Linked DNA regions of Mus musculus: all the other regions are linked to region 1. A link is a contact called in public Hi-C and promoter capture Hi-C data. All regions are on one chromosome and are shown on one strand. Each heading gives the region's core, a stretch centred on a gene start, on an enhancer-like site or on the middle of the called end of the contact. The rest is flanking DNA. Distances are from core to core; before and after follow the strand shown. Region 1 overlaps Iqch (IQ motif containing H). Region 2 has its middle 61 kb from the start of Gm39359. Region 3 overlaps Map2k5 (mitogen-activated protein kinase kinase 5). Region 4 overlaps Map2k5 (mitogen-activated protein kinase kinase 5).

Region 1 (2,727 bases), core at 54-2,553:
TAAGCATACAGTGGATGCCAGCCATCTGACTTTCAAGTTGAACCCCATAGGATGCACCAGATGGCCTAGCCTGTCTTTCTGGAAGGAGTAATGTTGTCCTGCCTCTGTCCACAGCCTCCTTTCCTCTCGCTCTCAAGCCACGCCCAGTTCCTGAAGAAGTGGAGGAGCCTTCTCACCAGATAGAAATACCCAAGGTACACATATGTCTACCACAGAGGAGGGCAAGCTGCCCCGTGTGCAGGCTGCCTATGTGATTCTGTGTAACAGACACACTGTAGAGTTGTTCCTTCCACACAGGAGTAAGCAGTATTTCAGTGGCTGTTAGGGAGCAGTTTATCTTATTATGGTTATCATTAGTCTCTGTGGTGCTGTGGATCAAATGCAGGGCCTCCCACATGCTAGGCAAGAGCTCACCACTGAACTACACAGTCAGCTCCTACTTTAAAAGGGAAAATGAATGCAGAAGTCAACTCTGCCAGGACACTATAGGCAGGGCTGAAGGTGAGCAGAGCCACTGCAGTATTTTGAGAGTGGCAGGCAAGTGATCAGCCTATGCTAGCAGCTGCTCAGGGACCAGAAGTCTGGGGTGCAGTAACTTGTTTTCCATCCACATCTACATCTGTAGCATATGCAGTGTGGTACTGAGAGGCGTTTCCCATATCTCATTTGTCTTCAAGCATAAGAAAAGACAAGCTCTCTAGGTATTCACAGAAAACCACAATGGAGAAGAGGAAGGAGACTGTATTCTCTAACATTAGTCCCTCACATGGCCGTGTAATTCACTCTCCTGAAGATGCCCCCAGTTTAAAGGGGCTGGGCTTTTCTGTAGGTTGTTTTCTCATTTTAAGGACCACTGACAGATTTAGGATAATTAAAACTTTTCTCCATCAAAAGGGGACATCTGGCAGTACTTTTTCTGGTATGACTTGTGTAGTCATGTTTTTAGCTGTTCTCATGAAAAAAAGAAAGAAGGGATTAGAAGGGACCGCAGGGAGATGAACCCCACTCTCTCAGAGTAGGCTGCTCCCCGCCCTCCCTGCCTCTGATGCCCAGACATCCTCATGAGGAGCCAGGTGCCTTTTCCACACTGGTGCGCCGTTTCCCCTTAAGAGATTGCCAGGCTGCTTATGGTGTAGCATGTCATGTGACAACCCAGTTGCCATGGCAAATATTTGTGTTTTCATGAAAAACATGAGTTAAAAAAAAAATCAATGCAAATGGCTGAATCCCAAGGCAGACAGGCCTCCGGCGGTGCCTGGCCGGCACCACCATTGTTTCAACTTCAGCTGTTTAACAGGCTGTGAGCAGGCCAGGGGCTAATGTGCATAATGTCACTAGGCCCAGGCACCTGTTTAGATTCTCACTCCAACTGAGAACTCAGCTCTGTTTTATACAGAACAAATCTACAGGGAATACACATATCAGAGTGAGTTTTTAGCCAGTAAGCAGTTTGCCTCATAAAAAAATCAAACAATAATGTCTTTTCTAAATGCTTATTAGCCCTGGCATTATTTTCTTCTGTTGACTTGCAAAGATTTCCCCTAACGTTAAAAGTAGTAATATTTAAAGGCTGTGGCTTCAAGTTGGTACATTTCCAAACTGACTCCTTAATAGTGGTATGGTAAACTGGGCACGGATGTTAAAGGTGAAGAGAAAAGTGCAGAGTGCCGAGCTCCACATTGGAGCTATTGCAGACCCTCTGCCAGGCTCCCACCCCAGGCAAGACGCCACAGTCAGCCCTTTCTTACGATGCCTCTTGCAGTGTTCCCTGGAAGTGGAACCCAGCATCCGTTTATAACTATGTATGTAAATCTTTCCTTTCTCAAACCCTTTCCTCAAAGGCAAGTGGGGCTTGGCGTGCACAGCATTGATGTCTGGGGGTGGGAAAGCCCTCTAATCATTAGCTCCCGCCAGTGTGGGTAGGGAACAGCGGGCCCAGTGGGGGAAGGGAAGAAAGGCAAAGGGTGACCAGGACTCTGAGCCTTCTATTTGTTTTGTAAAACTTCCCAGGAGAGTCATTTTGATTTAAACTGTGTCTCCTTCTCCCTTGTAGGGGAGAGCCAAAAGGTCAAGAGGACCGCTCAGAAGAAAGGTCTGTAATTTGTGTGACTAGTTGGAATTTGGGATCTGTCACCTGATGTCCCTTTCTTTTGCTTCAGGGCAGAAGTGTGGGAGGCCGCTTGACAGCTGGAGTTGGCAACAAAAGTTCTTTTGCGCTTCCCTTCTTTATAAAAGAAATTAGACCATGGTTAAAAAAAAATAATTGTGGTTGCGGAAAGTGAAAAACATTTCTTTGCTCTCTATGAGGACTGAATCATGTCACTGCCCAAACAAAAGATGTCTCATCCTCAAAATGGGTCTGAATTGTGTGTTTTTAGCATCAAAGATTTTCATTTAAGAGTATATTTACAAGGAAGCAAGATGTTAAAAATGAATGTAGTAGTTTATTGGCATGTGCTGACATGTGTACACACATTCATTTGTACTTACACAAACGTGTGTGAGTGTGTATGTACATGTACTACATTTGTAAAGTAGGCTGGGGAAATAGAATTTAAACTGTTCACAACAACAACAACCAAAAAAAAAAAAAAAGTGAACCGGTCCCCACATATGGCAAGTACACTCCTGTAAGGTCTGTCCCATCAGGGCCCTGCGCTAGCAGGAAAACTGCACTTGGAATGTGCTGGGCTCTCTGACATCCAGGAGTGCCCCCTTTCAAGGAGG
Region 2 (2,700 bases), core at 67-2,566, 320 kb before region 1:
CTAAGAAGCCCCAACCCAAAATCACTGAAACCGAAACCATGAGCCATGACAGACCTTTCTTCCGTACGACTTTATTTCAAATCTCAAGTATTTGTCATAGTGCTGGAAAGGAGGCCGCCAGCGTCAGTGTGATTATGCCCTGTTGAGACTATACTCTCTTCAACTATGGAAGAAGTTTGAATGCAGGAGCTCCTGGTCCCTCTTTTATGGTCTCCTGGGGACAAGCCAGGACTGTTGGTGGCCAGGTCTCCCACCTTGAACTCTCTGTCCTTGCTTTTTTTCTCTGCATCCTTCAGTCAGGCCAGAGCAGCCGCCAGTTCCTCTTCAGCTGAAGATGCTTTCCCTCCCATAGCTAGGCCAGTACAGGTGCACCATGGGAAGGCTATCTTAGCACCTGCATTTTATACATTCCCCCCTCTTACCCCACCCCCTGCCCCCACAATTTACAGGTGTGGTCTGGAGCCTGCCCACGGGGATGTTTCTCCAGGTGACTTTGTACTTAATGAAGCTTTGCCAGATGATCAGAGCCGGAGTGAGGACAGAGCGCAGACCTGGTCCCCACCCCCACCCTCTATGGGGCAGCTCTGGTCCCCACCCCCCACTCTCTGTGGGGCAACTCTGGTCCCCACTCTCTATGGGGCAACATTCTGTGGAGTCCCAGGGTAAAGCCTGCCAGAGACACCAAATCCAATGGATGTCCGACCCTGCTACAAAGTAGCAGAATCACTTAAGAGCTTTCAAAGATTCAGGCTGGGGCTGGCAAGATGGCCCAGAAGGTCAGGGTGCTTGCCACCAAGTCTAATAGTCTGAGTCTCATCCCTGAGACCTGGTGGAGGGGAAGAACCAACTCCCACAAGTTACGTTCTGATCTCCCACATGCATGCCACCATATAGCCCTCAATAAATAATGGACAGATTAAAAGTTCAAGGATCCCCCGACCTTGTCTTGGAAGGGTCAGGCATGGCAAGGTTTATGTTTTAAAGCTTCCCTCAGGGACTCCTCATGGTCTGGTGCAGAACCCACTGTGTGTGTGTGTGTGTGTGTGTGTGTGTGTGTGAGAGAGAGAGAGAGAGAGAGAGAGAGAGAGAGAGAGAGAGAGAGATCTGCTTTTTATGACTAAGGAGAAACTTGTGGCCCAGATGTTTCCAGTCAAGTTCAAGGTCATGCTGGCTCTGGGAGTTGGCATGTTGTTGGGGTGAGGCTGCTGCAGGGGGCCCAAGGCGTGGGGAGGGAGCGCTGTGCCACATTCCAGAACAGAACTGGCTGTGAGTAGCTCAGAGAGAGCTCCAGTGCCAGCCTGGCTGAATGGATAATTAAACAGACAGCAAGATGGCATGTGGGCGCCCGCCCCTCCCCCCAGCTGGCTGGGGGATAATACACCCTCCTGTCATCAGAAGGAGCAGGAAGAAAAGCAACTGGGCCTGGCTGTTGGCCATTTCACAATATTGCTTTTGTAAACAAGTTGAAAAAATCCAATAACTGTAAAACTTATGGCGTGTCCTAAAAAGTCTGTCGCCATTTTCCCCATACATGGATGAATGTTTCCAATCCAAGTTGTTCTAATTAAACAGTTCTGTCCCTTTGGCAGCTAGACCATCCTCCAGGAGGGTCCATGATGCCTTGGGCTGAGGGTGGCACTGTGGAACTGTGTACAGCCTTAGTGATTTCTGTTTGATTAGTAGTTGGGCTCACAAGTCCTCCAAAGAATAATCAGCTCCGACACAGAGGCAAAGTGGGAAGATGGAAACGGCAGTGGAGCCTCTCAGAGCTCAGTGCTCTGGGCGGAAGACCCAAAGCTGTTGAGTGTGTCACTTAGAAAAAGCCACGGCGGGTACAACAGAGGGCAGGATGTCTAGTTCCTGCCCAGAGAACCTAAGGCTCCTGACTGGGAGGGAACACACACACACACACACACACACACACACACACACACACACACACAAACGCGTGCGCACACACTCATACTCATGCTTACATCTATACACTCACACACATAATTATACACTCTAAACACTCTCAGACATACACTCACACAAAGATGCTCACAAACTCACCCACTCACTCCACAGTGAGATTTGCACATATACCATGAACACAATCTCACCCCACATTTATGCACACTATCTTCTACTAACAACTCCCTACACACACTCCTATACTCTTCCATGCACATACACAGTCTCTATCCCCAGCCATCACACATCCACACACACGTGTGTTCATTTATAATCATTCTACACACATTTACTTCACCCTCATATACACTCATGCACCGCACACTCACTTACACCACACACACACACACACACACACACACACTCATGCACCCACAGAGAGAGAGAGACATTCATTCACCCCACACTCACTTACACCACACACACACACACACACACACACACTCATGCACCCACAGAGAGAGAGAGACATTCATTCACCCCACACTCACATACACAACACACACACATACACACACACACACACACAGACACTCATGCATCCCACACTCACATACAACACACACACACACATACCAGCTCACACACTCATATTCTCTGAACCCATTCACACAGTTATATGCACTTGTGTTCCCCACCCATGCATGCACTCACAAGCTTACTCATCATTGCTCTCACACACATACTCACACATACTTGGACAAGACAGCCATGAGGAGGGAGCCAAGTACTCAGAAACAGACC
Region 3 (2,700 bases), core at 56-2,555, 330 kb after region 1:
AGGGATACCTGTATTTGTACAAATAGAAACGTTCATGGTGTTAATACCGCATGTGCTCCCTGCGGTGAGGGGAGAGGACAGGTGAAGAGCAAAGGCTCAGGGCTGCCATTCCCTGATACCCTATCAGTCATCCCACAGAGCCAGCCTCACCGTCTTTGATGTGGTAGGTGCTCGCTTGAGAAAACTATCATGTGACTGAGAAATACATAATTTTCCATTTGGATGTACTCTGAATTAACCACCACATTGTTGTAAAAGTCCATTGTTGTCTTTACTTCTGAGTGAACATAAAACTGAAGTCCTCAGAAATATGTCTTAAAGATTCCTCAACCTTGCCAGTTGTGACAAAGCAAGGATCTAAGAATTTCAGCTTCCTGCGAATTTTTTAAAAATAGTTTTTTCTTTTTGAGAGTTCTCACCTAATATGGTTTTAGATTCTCATTCAGTTGGAGAGAATAGAGATCCCTACTTCCCACTTACAACTCCCATAAGTCAAACACAGTAAAGCAACCAGGACTCCAACATGAGCACAGACGTGGGCCCTGACCTTATTCAGACACGTGATTATTTGTGGGGACAGGAGTAGGGTGTATTAGAGGTAAAAATTAATGTACAGGTCCTTTCAAAGATTTATTTTTACTTTTTAAAGTGTATGCATGTGTGTGCATGTCTGCATGTAGGTGGATGCATATGAGTGCAGTGCCCATGGAGGACAGAAGAGGGCATCAGATCCCCTGGAGTTGGGGTTGCAGGCAGTTGTGAGCGTGCAGTGCTGGGAACCAAACCTCTGGAAAAGCATTCCGATTCCAACCACATGGTGATCCTTAAAGCCGAGGAACATGGTTTTCAAACCGGATATTCTTTTACAAAAGTGACCCCCTCTTTGGTTGCCTCAAAAGCCTTTTCTTATTTGTGCTTTCTGTATAAGGAATATCTGCCCTTCCTGCCCTTGTAGTCGGTCACAAGTTTGCTCATTGGAAGACTTAACTGTGTGATCTGGCAGCAACTGTAGTTCTTCCACCTCAGTGAATATGCAGGTACACACACACACACACACACACACACACACGATTTTCTGCTACTTGCCTTTGTTTTATGCCTGAGTACCTTGCTGACAAGTGCTAATAACAAAATACCCAGAGAGAGAGAGTCCAGTTGAAGTTAGCACACATTAAACATTCCAGACTTGTCCCTTTGCTCAGAGATTGTGCATAATTAATAATTAAACAGTTTGGGTTGTAATGGGTTGACCTCTCTGAACTGTTCATTACTCACAAGGCAAAGGCGTCATTCAAACTTTGTTCCCAGTGTCCTTCGCTGTTGTCTGGTGTGCGGCCTGCCCGTGTTTGGTTGTTCAGCAGAAGGGCTGACCAGATAGTTACGAAGCCTCTGAGATTGGCAGACACACACACACACACACACACACACACACACACACACACACACACACGCCACCCCTGTATGCCGAGAACTGCTTACTAAAATGCTTCGTGGTGGCTGCTGTCAGTCATTTAGCAGTTACCTGCTTGGTGGCAGGATACAGTTTGTGGTCCTTAGCAGGATTTTAAAGTTGTTTTGGGATTCAATCTCAGGTTAAAGGTTTTGGCTAAGGTTGTGCCTGCTCCTGCAGTCCAGACCTTCCTGCTTAGATGTTTACAAGAAAGCCCTCGGGGTGACATCCGGAACCCAGGACCTAAAGGCTTCTATGACCCATTTTTTTTTCCGAGACAGGGTTTATCTGTTTAACCCCTGCTGTCCTGGAACTCACTTTGTAGACCAGGCTGGCTTTGAACTCAGAAATCCGCCTGTCTCTGCCTCCCGAGTGCTGGGATTAAAGGCGTGCGCCACCACGCCCGTTCTTCCCGGTTTCCACCAGATCTTGAGACATTTAGAGTACCGGCTTCCTCAGTCAGCATGTCTGTTTCCAAACGCATGTCTTCTTCTTGCCTGAGCCCTGTTCCCAGAGGACATTTGGATGTGTAGCAACATGTACTTTACTGGCGTCTCTGACTCCTCACCCCACCCCTCAATGGGTCTCAGTCCCCAGTCCCCGTCAGTCCCACAATGACGAGGTGCTTCCCCTTCCGGTGGACCCTCAGGAAGCCAGAGCCTAATTTTTAAGTATGTGTCTGACCTTGCTTCTTCCCTAAACTTTGAACAAAATAACAAGATAGACCTGTTCTTAGAGGGTTTCTCATCCTGAGCTATACAAACTACTACTACTACTACTACTACTACTACTACTACTACTACTACTACTACTACTACTACTACTACTTCTTCTTCTTCTTCTTCTTCTTCTTCTTCTTCTTCTTCCTCTTGCTCTTGAAAGCATCTCTTCAGCAGTATGACTGTTGGCAGACTGTTAGTGCGCTGCTCTCTTGTATGTTAACAGCTGCTTCTGTGGAACACTAAGTCTCCAGGGTCAGCCTTGCCTGTTTTCTCCACCACCCTCTAGCCAGCCCTCTGATTCTCAGAATAGGTCTCCTTGAAGCATGCAAGAGATGTGGGTTTTAAAATGAAAAAGAAATATCTGATGGCATGCACTTGAGATTAGATTGTCCCCCCCCCCCACATCTCTGATGAGTGATTTCTTCTAGACCCCACTGAGATGAGAATCTGCTCTCTGCGACTCTCCAAAGTCAACATGGGCTGCTGTTGTCAGAAGTAAAATAAATTATTCACGTCTACCACCCGGTG
Region 4 (2,700 bases), core at 169-2,668, 350 kb after region 1:
AGTTTGGTTTTTGTGTTCCTAAGAAGCAACCTGGGGCTCAGCTTGGGATGGGAACGTCACAGTTTGCTTAGGAACCACTGTAAACAGTAAACCCACAGTATAAACAGTAAACCCACAGCAGGGTGGGGTCTACAAGAAGCAGGCATAGGCCTTAGGGGAGGGTTCAGGCAGCCATAAGCACAATGAGTTTTGGATGTTTGCTCCCCCTGAGCCCAGCTGCAAACATAAGGCGTCTTATTTCTCCGTGAAGGCTCTGTGTATGGGGGTGGGGGGATGTTTGGGGGCCAATAAACACCAAACTGCTCCAGAAAAACCTGTTTAAACATTTAATTACTTGCAAAGAGATGCTAACTTCTTTAACTCCTCTAAATTAAATTGTCACTGGTAGCATTTCTGTTTGCCTGAACCCGTCTGTAATTACATTTTCAGATACTTTGGTCGGTTATTCTAATTAATCAAAGTGTATGATAAATCAGACATCTGCACACTCCCTTTCAAAGAATGAAGGGATGCTGGATTTTGGTCCCTTCTGCACTCAGACCCCAGCGTGACTTTGGGATTCACACAAGTGTCTTCACTGTGAGACACAGACCTTCTGATAACTGTGAAAGGTGAAGTGCGCTCGGCAAAGTAAGATGATCTCTATTCCACTATGTCAGTAGTCAGAGCATTCATTAACCAGAAATACCAAAAGAAAAGGGGCTGACCAGGGCTTCATGGAGGCAGGTAAAGGACGCTGAAGAAGGACAGGGGGTCTCCTCTCGGAGACTGGGGGTCCTCTTGGTTGACACAAAGGTGAGAAGATGCATAGCTTTCTGGAAGCACAGGACCCAGCCTGTCCAGCATCACCACCACATCCTACTGAAGAGGCTGAAGCTCAGAAAGGGCATCTTCACACAGCTACCTTCACACAGGTGCCTTGGGTGATCGGGGCCATGTGAGTGCTGGGGGCACCTATACTTTTCAACATATTAAGGACGGTTAGCAAACTCTTCTCACCGTGAATGCCATTTACTACATCTGACTATTGCCTGCGTAGTGCAATATGTCTGTTATTTTCCTTTCTCTTTTTCCTCCTCCTCTTCTTCCTCCTCCCGATTCCTTGTGGTCCTCCTTAGTTCCAGTCCCAGGATTACAGACCTGTACCAACATACCTGCCACATACAACCTGTTTTTAGAATGTTCCCGAGCATCTGGCTCATCCTTGCAGACTTCATTTTTGCTTAGGTTCTATACTTTACCTACACACATTAGCTGTGGCACCCAGAATTTACAGACAGGAGTCCTGGCTGCGTGCCCCCTTTGAGCACAAAAGTCCTTGTCACATGGCGGTGGCTCCTCACAAAGTCCAACTGATAGCCATGGCATCTTTTTTTCCTCGGGTTCCAAAGGCCATGGAGTAAGTAGTGTTTGTGTTTGCTTATGCACGGGAGTCCTCCAGGAGAGCTCATGTTAGCACTGTGACTACACAGAATTATAACGCCAGAGCCACTGTCTGGGTGCTTGAGACAGCGCTAAATCAGTCAGTTTCAATTTGAATTTCTGATAACACATTAACACTTCAGCAAGACTCTGGATTATAACCCCAGCAAACAGGCTTTGCTCTCTAGATGTGCCTGCTTAGTCTCCTTATGAGACTTTAAAGGATGTGTGTGTGTGTGTGTGTGTTATGTATTTTAAGCGTGCACATGTCGAGATACAGATGGAAAAGGCCTAGCCTCAGCAGCCATGGTGATTTGACAGCTCGTTTCCAGATGAGGCTAACGTTCCCCACTCCTTCAAGTCAGATCTCTTTCTCTCTTTCATTACATGTATTTATTTGTTTGTTTGTTGTATGTGCAAGCATCACGGCACACACATGGAGGTCAGAGGACAGCTTTTCAGGAATCACTTCCCAGTACGTGGACCCTGGGCATAAAATTCAGAAAGTTTGTCTTAGCAGCACCTTAACCATTGAGCCGTCTCACTGGTTAGTCTGATCCTTTGTTACAGCTATGAGTTCCCTGTGTAAGGCTGCCGTTGCTTGAACATGAGCTGCAGTACGTCTTGATTTACGGCATCTCATGTGAAGGCACATGGCAGTGCTGCAGTCATAGCCCCGAGGAACAGGGGTTAGTGTAGGTGCAGTAGGTGGAGTGGTTGGCCTCCTGTTTTCTTCATATCCAATTCACTGGGGGCTGAGGGAGCTACAATGTTACCCTGCATCCCCAAATTGGGTACCCTGAGATGCCTCCAGGTTCTGCTGTTGGGTGTGGTCTCCAGCCTAGAAGGCAACCCTCGTCCTTCTTGAGGTCTCCATCCTCCTGCAGGTTCACCTGGCAGGGCTCACTCCCCACTCTGAGCAGTACCTGGCACATGCGGATCTTTCCAGAGCCAGTCAGTGTGTGCAGAGTCAGCCCTCCCAGCTCCTCAGAAGAGGAGGGTTAGAGTAAGAGAGGGTTAGAGTAAGAAATGGAAGCTTCTAAGTAGACGGAGCACCTCCAGCCAGCCCTGGCCAGGGACAGAGATGTTCTGTCGTGTTGTTTGATCTTTTACAGCACCCTGGGTGTCTAGAAGGAGCAGCCAGTGGGAAGCTGGATTTTTTTTTCCCCCAACTAGATTGTAAGTTTGCTGAAGGAAGAGCATGGTCTCATAATTCAGTGCCTATCTCGGGCCTTGGCTCTCAGTCAGGCTAAACGCCATTGATCATTCCCTGCTTGC

What was found. Promoter capture Hi-C pulls out the DNA fragments that hold promoters and counts their contacts. Hi-C and Micro-C count contacts between places; a contact is called where the count stands out from the background.
Region 2: a promoter capture Hi-C map of hippocampal neurons shows a contact between it and region 1, with 2.7 times the contacts expected there. The contact joins two enhancer-like sites. A contact is called at or near these places in 6 of 39 promoter capture datasets (3T3-L1-derived adipocytes, the HPC-7 cell line, hippocampal neurons and 2 more), 2 of 15 datasets of contacts at CTCF or cohesin (the NIH/3T3 cell line and pro-B cells), 6 of 484 Hi-C or Micro-C datasets (the P5424 cell line, bone marrow-derived dendritic cells, bone marrow-derived macrophages and 3 more), 3 of 115 datasets of contacts at active chromatin or transcription factors (embryonic basal ganglia, embryonic stem cells and stem cell-derived neural progenitor cells) and 1 of 9 other capture datasets (embryonic stem cells).
Region 3: a Hi-C map of liver shows a contact between it and region 1, with 2.3 times the contacts expected there. The contact joins two enhancer-like sites. A contact is called at or near these places in 1 of 484 Hi-C or Micro-C datasets (liver), 1 of 115 datasets of contacts at active chromatin or transcription factors (embryonic basal ganglia) and 1 of 9 other capture datasets (embryonic stem cells).
Region 4: a Hi-C map of liver shows a contact between it and region 1, with 5 times the contacts expected there. The contact joins two enhancer-like sites. A contact is called at or near these places in 2 of 484 Hi-C or Micro-C datasets (both in liver) and 1 of 115 datasets of contacts at active chromatin or transcription factors (embryonic basal ganglia).

The regions. Positions count from the first base shown.
Region 1 is chr9:63,533,702-63,536,428 of GRCm38.p6, reverse strand. It overlaps Iqch (IQ motif containing H), which reads left to right. Exons shown (of 22, transcript NM_001311098.1): 8 at 115-194; 9 at 2,054-2,092. It overlaps Gm16759 (a long non-coding RNA gene), which reads right to left. Exons shown (of 5, transcript XR_003948339.1): 5 at 2,425-2,727. Among named protein-coding and RNA genes, the nearest start is that of Gm39358, 30 kb to the left of the region's middle. Within about 2 kb of position 1,303, at least 44 of the 459 cell types and tissues checked have an H3K27ac peak or open chromatin away from gene starts, as enhancers often do. A contact at or near this core is called in hippocampal neurons and liver, where this site is marked.
Region 2 is chr9:63,855,182-63,857,881 of GRCm38.p6, reverse strand. No RefSeq gene overlaps it. Among named protein-coding and RNA genes, the nearest start is that of Gm39359, 61 kb to the right of the region's middle. Within about 2 kb of position 1,316, at least 10 of the 459 cell types and tissues checked have an H3K27ac peak or open chromatin away from gene starts, as enhancers often do. A contact at or near this core is called in hippocampal neurons, where this site is marked.
Region 3 is chr9:63,200,151-63,202,850 of GRCm38.p6, reverse strand. The region is part of intron 19 of Map2k5 (mitogen-activated protein kinase kinase 5); the gene reads left to right. Among named protein-coding and RNA genes, the nearest start is that of Skor1, 55 kb to the right of the region's middle. Within about 2 kb of position 1,305, at least 17 of the 459 cell types and tissues checked have an H3K27ac peak or open chromatin away from gene starts, as enhancers often do. A contact at or near this core is called in liver, where this site is marked.
Region 4 is chr9:63,184,104-63,186,803 of GRCm38.p6, reverse strand. All of the region lies in intron 21 of Map2k5 (mitogen-activated protein kinase kinase 5), which reads left to right. Among named protein-coding and RNA genes, the nearest start is that of Skor1, 38 kb to the right of the region's middle. Within about 2 kb of position 1,418, at least 11 of the 459 cell types and tissues checked have an H3K27ac peak or open chromatin away from gene starts, as enhancers often do. A contact at or near this core is called in liver, where this site is marked.